Linked DNA regions of Oryctolagus cuniculus: region 1 is linked to region 2. The links are chromatin contacts, called in public Micro-C maps. All regions are on one chromosome and are shown on one strand. Each heading gives the region's core, a stretch centred on a gene start, on an enhancer-like site or on the middle of the called end of the contact. The rest is flanking DNA. Distances are from core to core; before and after follow the strand shown. Region 1 holds the start of NEMF (nuclear export mediator factor). Region 2 holds the start of L2HGDH (L-2-hydroxyglutarate dehydrogenase).

What was found. A called contact is a pair of places that touch in the nucleus more often than the background predicts.
Region 1: a contact with region 2 is called in a Micro-C map of ear pinna, with 5 times the contacts expected there. The contact joins the promoter of NEMF here to the promoter of L2HGDH in region 2. A contact is called at or near these places in 2 of 6 Hi-C or Micro-C datasets (ear pinna and skin fibroblasts).

The regions. Positions count from the first base shown.
Region 1 is chr12:26,230,852-26,234,210 of mOryCun1.1, reverse strand. NEMF (nuclear export mediator factor) reads right to left here and starts at 1,450. Exons shown (of 33, transcript XM_070053688.1): 1 at 1,118-1,450; 2 at 364-432; 3 at 113-215. The coding sequence starts at 1,176. It also overlaps RN7SL1.
Region 2 is chr12:25,821,631-25,824,736 of mOryCun1.1, reverse strand. L2HGDH (L-2-hydroxyglutarate dehydrogenase) reads right to left here and starts at 1,599. Exons shown (of 10, transcript XM_002718232.5): 1 at 1,260-1,599. The coding sequence starts at 1,399. It overlaps DMAC2L (distal membrane arm assembly component 2 like), which reads left to right and starts at 843. Exons shown (of 6, transcript XM_008269635.4): 1 at 843-981.

The DNA of each region.
Region 1 (3,359 bases), core at 201-2,700, 410 kb before region 2:
CGGCCCTTACACTTCCTTACAGCAAAAGAAAGCCAAACACCTTCCAAACTCAGCTGCTGGAGACCAATCCCAGGGCCTTAACATTCAGCTTCGAGTAGCACTTAAGATTTACCTTCATAGCAAAACTAGACGGCATCATATTTTTTGGCCACTCAAATTCTGTTGTGTGAATTCGTATGCCAGATTCAAGGAGGAGTGTAGCTTTAAAGTCTGGCCTGCAGAAGAAAAAAATATTTCTTTTAGGGCATATTACCAACGGTACCTCTGGGAGAAGACACACAGTACAGGTTTAAAAAACACACACACACACACAATCATCTCATATTTAATTACCAAAATCAAAAGTACATAAAGCGTTCTTACTTTTGAAGACGGATAAGGTAAGTCTTATTATCCACATCATAAACATTGTTTACTCTCATTCCTAGCAAGCTGAAAAGACAAGGAAAACATGTAACAAATCATACTCCAGTTTGAAACAAAAAATTACAATTAAAGGTACGAAAAAAGGAACTTCCGCTCTAAGGATCTGGGGTCAACCATTCGAGAACAGAGTGGCTATCAGCCAGACATCTCTGCAACGACTCGACACTCTTGGGGGCGGGTGGAGGACAACTCATTAACGTCTAATCCAATGATGTGTTGCAAAGACGAATAAAAATAAACGCGCCCCCTGCAAGCCTGACAAAGCTCGCACAGCTGCAGAGGGGCGAGCCTGCAATCCAGGTCTCAGTTCAGATCTGCAAAACCCAGCTAACACCCGGCTAGCGGGACGGCGCCCCCGCTCTCGGCGGGGTGCCGAAGACATCTGGCCTCTGCTCTCTCCAAGCTCCGCGGCCAGAGGCCACTCCGGCGTCTCGCGGTCTCCCACACGTCTGCCCCAGCCCGGCCAGTGGAGACGCCGCGCCAGCCACGCACCAGGGCTGCGGGAGCGACAGGTGGCCCCTGGCGGGCCACCGCAAAGACGCCCTGCACTCGCCCAGCCCGGCCTAGCCAGGTCCAGGGAAAAACACCACCAGGAGAGAGCCAACAGCAGGCTGGTCTCGCTCCCACCACGGGGCCCCGGCCTGGCCTCCTGCGCTGCCCGCGAGAGCCGCGGTCCCCTGCGAGACCGTACCTCGCATTCAGCTCCGCGAGTACCGCGCAGAGGTCAATGGTGCTAAACCGGGTCTTCATGGCGAGGTCCGAAGGTAGCCACCGCAGTTCTCGCCGCCGACTGCCCGACTGGACGCCGCGACGCTTCCGCGCAGGCGCACTTGGCGGTCATCTACGGCCGCCCGGAGGATCCAATATTCCTTGAAGCGAACGTCTTTGCGTCAGCAGCCTGAAGAAGGCTGTCAAGATGCCTTCAGACTTCCTTTCTGTGGTACCGAAAACAATTCAGAGTAGGTCCAAAATGTTTTCTCGGATCTGCAGTGCTGTCCTGACCGCGTACGGACGGAACCAGATAGCTTCCCGCCCCGCAGGCGGGGACTCGCGCCGGCCCCCACAGTGACCCCTACTGGTCGTCGCCATTTTCGCGGCGGAGGCAGGCGGCCGGGCTCCGGCACCGAGAACCACCACCCGGTTCGGCCCGGGTGCTGGGACTTGTGGCATTTTTAAAAGTAACGAAGCGGAACTCTTGGGTTCGTCCTGTGACGACCCTTAACGATTAGGAGGAACCTTCGGAAAGGACGTCCTACTTCATAGGGGCGGTGTAGGGTTGCTGGACACTCGGCGTGGTGCTGGGTATACAGCTGGCGCCCCATGAACGCAACCTGAAATAGTCAAGTGCTTTCGCTAGAGAGCAGTGAAGTAAAATAAGACAAGATTTCCGGGAGGGTGTGGGGTGTGGAGGAAGAGTTTAAAAGGGGGTGGGGGGCTTGTTGTGTCAGGATAGGTGCGTGGTCGCAAAAGCCGACTTTAAAGGGTGAGGACGCAAAAGAGACAGGGTCTCGCTATGTTGCCCAGGCTGGAGTGCAGTGGCTATTCACAGGCGCGATCCCACTACTGATCAGCACGGGAGTTTTGACCTGCTCCGTTTCCGACCTGGGCCGGTTCACCCCTCCTTAGGCAACCTGGTGGTCCCCCGCTCCCGGGAGGTCACCATATTGATGCCGAACTTAGTGCGGACACCCGATCGGCATAGCGCACGACAGCCCAGAACTCCTGGACTCAAGCGATCCTCCGGCCTCAGCCTCCCGAGTAGCTGGGACTACAGGCGCGCGCCACCGCGCCCGGCGGCTGCCGAGGCTGCAGGCGGCGGGCTTGAGTGTGGCTGCAACGCGACTTCCCGCCAGCAGGGGGCGGTGCGAAGCAGAAAGCGGGCGGCGGGCTGGAAAGAAGTCAGGGAATCGCCAGGTGCCCAGCGGTGCAGAGTCGCCGGCCGTGCAGAACAGCGGCAGATATAGAAGGAAAGACTGGGAGTCAAGGTGACCCTGGTCCAAACCAATCGCGTGAGGTCTAACTGCACAACTAAGCTCACCCCTAAGGCATGTCCAACAAAGCGGTTATTTTTGCATAGGAACAGCCCGTGTAAAGGCTCCGCACTGAAACACGTTTTTGAAAAAGTTGGGCTCTTTGATGGCACAACTCCCACCTTGCAGCGCTACAAAGATATGAGAGGAACAGGATACCAATTTAAGTTTGCAGCAGGACAGTTAGCCCGTCCACTAATTAATACTTTGTTTCTACTTTGGGGAGAAAGAAGGGGCATCCAAAGGTATATTCAAGAACATCCCTAAGAGGAGTAAAGATACAAAGGGCTTCAAAAAGTACAGGGACAAAATGAAATGTTAAAAGGAATTTTTTGGTGCAAAAAAATAACCCTTGAAATCCATGTGTAGTTTTTTCTTAACGCTCATTTTTCATGAGCTTTTCTTCATATGCATGGATTTCAGAACACTTTGTGCCAAATAAACATCTTTTAATTCAGTTTTCCATGAGCTTTTTAGAAATACCCCATAAGTGTAAAGATTACAAGGGAACTTTAATTACTACTGGATTCTATCATTTTTAAGAATATCATATATCTATTTTGAGAAAATTCTGAACCAAAGATACTTGAAAACTGTGGAAAAAAGAAGAGGTAACAGGAGAAAGGGAAATTGTTTGATTTTCAAAAGGAAGATATGAAAGCAAATACCTGAAACTGTAAGCAAGTGTGCTGACCTTCGACCCGACCAAAAACTTTCAGTGGATTATTAATGGGTGACTTAGGGCACCCATGGCTGTTTCTCAACCTTTAATATGCAGTAAAACATTCCTGGGAGAGCATTTGGCCTTGTGGATAAAATGCCAGGTAAGACCCCCGAGATCGGTCCCGGCTCTGTCTCCTGACTTCAGCTTCCCACCAATGCAGACATTTCCAGGCAGCCCTG
Region 2 (3,106 bases), core at 350-2,849:
CTGAGTGACACCACTCACACAGCATCCTCAAAATGGTGATGATGGAGAATGGCAGTTGTCAAGGGTTAGGAAGGGTGGGGAGGTCGGGCGTTCATATGAAGGACTGTCTTTGTGGTGATGGAATGTTTCTTTATCTTGACTAAAGTGGTGTTCATGCAAATTAACATGTATGATTAAATTGCATAGATCTACACACAAACAAATGCATGCAAATTAATGAAATCTGAACAAAATCCACAGACTGTGCCAACGGCAATATCCTGACTTTGGCACTGTATTAAATTAGATGTTATCATTGGGGTAAATGGGGGTTGAAGACAACATGGGACTTCTCTACTATTTTGCAACTTCCTATGAATATATAATCATTTTCAAAATAAAAAATATTTTAAAAACTTCAGTAATCCTAGATTTCTTCCCTTAATGAAAACGTTTCTTAATTGTCTACAGATCCCACAATCCCAGGGCTATTAACGATTATCTCATTCTAATTCCCCTCCAATCCACTGACACACAGAAGCCAGAGTTAACTTTTCAAATAGCAACCTTTAATCACCCTGGCCTCCTTAAAACCGTTTCTTGTGGTTCTTAGAATAAAATTAAAGCCGTGCTGCGATACAGCCCCTCTCCTACGTCATGCAACGCCATCTGTCTTCGAACAAGCTCTGTTCACACCCACGGAGCCCACCGTCCGGCACGACCCGCTCCTTCGCCAGAGAGCAAAGGCAGACAGCGGGTCTGGAATGTGACCCCCAGCTTCGTCACAAGACGCTGCATTCTGCAGACTCTGATGAGCAACGGAGCTGCTTCCGACAGGGGCAGCTCCAGGCAGCGGGCCCCAGGAGCTGAAAGAATTAACACAGACTCCAGCTCTTCCAAGCACCACCAGGGACGCTTCCTGTGCGCCAGGGCCTTTTCTCTTCAAATCGACCCCCTACGGGAGACACTAAGATCCTATCCACAACCGATCCTCTAAGGCGGGTAAGGAACCCGCCCAGGGCAGAACCAAGGGGCTGTGGCCAACGCCACACTCGCTCTTGACCTCTGTTCAACACCGCCTGACCTCGCGCCCAGAAATGCAACAGACGAACCCTGCAGGTTGCCAGCTCCTGGCTTTCCAGGCTGGAGCTCCACACAGGATCCCGACTTCCTCACGCCTGGGACAGGGAAGTAGGAGCAGGGGCCTAGGTCTAGCACAGGGCACCTCGGAGACAAGCAACAGCAGCGAAGGCGGCGAGGGCGGGCCACCGGCCACTCACCTGCTGCTGGCGCTACGGTCACCTCTGCACAGAGACCAGGGCTTCCGCCACGCTGGTCCGCACTCCCTGGGGAAGCCCCCGCGGAGAGCCCCGCGGGCCCCTCTGCAGGCCCCCCCTAGATAACGCAGCGCCGCCACCATCGCCTGAGCCCCCTCCTCTCCTCTCAGCCTGAACTCCAGTCGGCTCCCGGGCGTGCTCTTTCTGGCTCCGCCCCTCGAGCAGGGACCAATGAGGGTTGCGCCTTTGGCCCACGTGGGAAGGCGCCGGTGGCCAATAGGCGCGCGCAGCGGAGGGCGCAGGGCAGGCCGGCGCCGTAGACGCCGGGGACGGTGGCTCACTGGTTCTCTCCGACGCTGTGAGTAGCGGAGCTAGGCCGCGAGCGGGGCGGGGTCGGCCGGCGGTGGTGGTCACACCTCTGCCCGTCCCTTCTCGCGGTGCTGAGCTGACTGAAAACCTGGCCCGCCGGGTCGCGCGCCACCGATCCTTCCCGCAGAGCGGGAGAAAGTCTGGGCGCGATTTTGGTGAAAACTCTTGGGCGCGTCCAGCGGCTCCCCTTCCCCGCTCGACCTGCCCCCTGCGGGCAGCTGCAGGCCCAAGGCTGGACATGGCCCGGCCCACACCGAACCCAGGGTCCACCCAACAGGGGCGCCCCGGCTGGAGGGAGGCCCCTTGTAGACTTTTCTTTTATGAGGTCACTGGCGGCGGCTCATAATCAGTGACTGATTCTCCTTGTAAATACTCAGTTCTGGGCGGGGCACTGGGGACTGGATGGACAGAGAGCTTGGTCTATAGCGTTCATCAGTCTGTGCCTTTTTCTGAAATCCTGGGCCAACATACAGTTGTAAATTCACCTTGTACAGGTCGGCTCACCTCTGTTTCCTTACCTGTAATGTGCGGGTGATGAGCTACGTAGGCTCTAAGGCACTTTCTTACTAAAAATGTGTGGTTCTCTGTCTCCGTGCTAGTTTAACACCCGTTTTCGGTGCTCGCTGGCAGTTTGGAATCCATAGAGTCCACGCAGCTGCACAGATCATGAATAGGGTAGCGACAGCTCTGGCCGGAAGGGCTTGACTTGCCTGGTCAGGTCGCTAACAAGGTGGCTCTGGGAAGCCAGTTCACCTGTCTAGGACTGTCCACAGATCCTCAGTGAGATGGACCCCCCTCCACACACACACCCAGCAGATGACAGGAGCCTGAGGCTTCTCGGGTCCTGAGCCAAGTGAAGAATTAGATAACCCGCAGCTGTTCACTACCAGGACAGCATATTTTGATTTTTTGGTGAGAACAATGTAGCATGTTGCCTGCTTGTTCCATCACGGTTGGAAAAAAAATGTTGTAAACATTCAACTTTTTGAGATGGTTGTAGATTAACAGTTGTTAACAATAGAAATCCTGTGTATTTTTCACTCTGTCTCCCCATCTTGCCTAACTGGAGTATAATATCATAACCAGGCTCTCGACGCTGGCAGAACCCATTGATTTTACTCAGATTTTCTGAGTTTAGCATTTCTGTGTGCACCATTAGATTACGTGTTGCCACGTATGTAGACTGTGGTGTACATCACCAAGGTCCCAACACAGCAGTTTCATCACTACGAGAGTCCCTCCCCCACCCCTTTGATAAGAACAGCTTCCCCGTGCAGCTTGGCCCCCATCTGCCCCTCTAAAATGTTGTCATTTCAAGAATGTTGCAGAAATGTAATTGTACAGTATATAACTTTCAGAGATTAGCATTTCAGTCAACTAATCCCTTGAGATCCATCCAAATTTTTGCATGTATTCATAGCAATAGTCCATTCCTTTTTATGGAATACATTCCATAATATGAATATACTGCAGGATGTTTA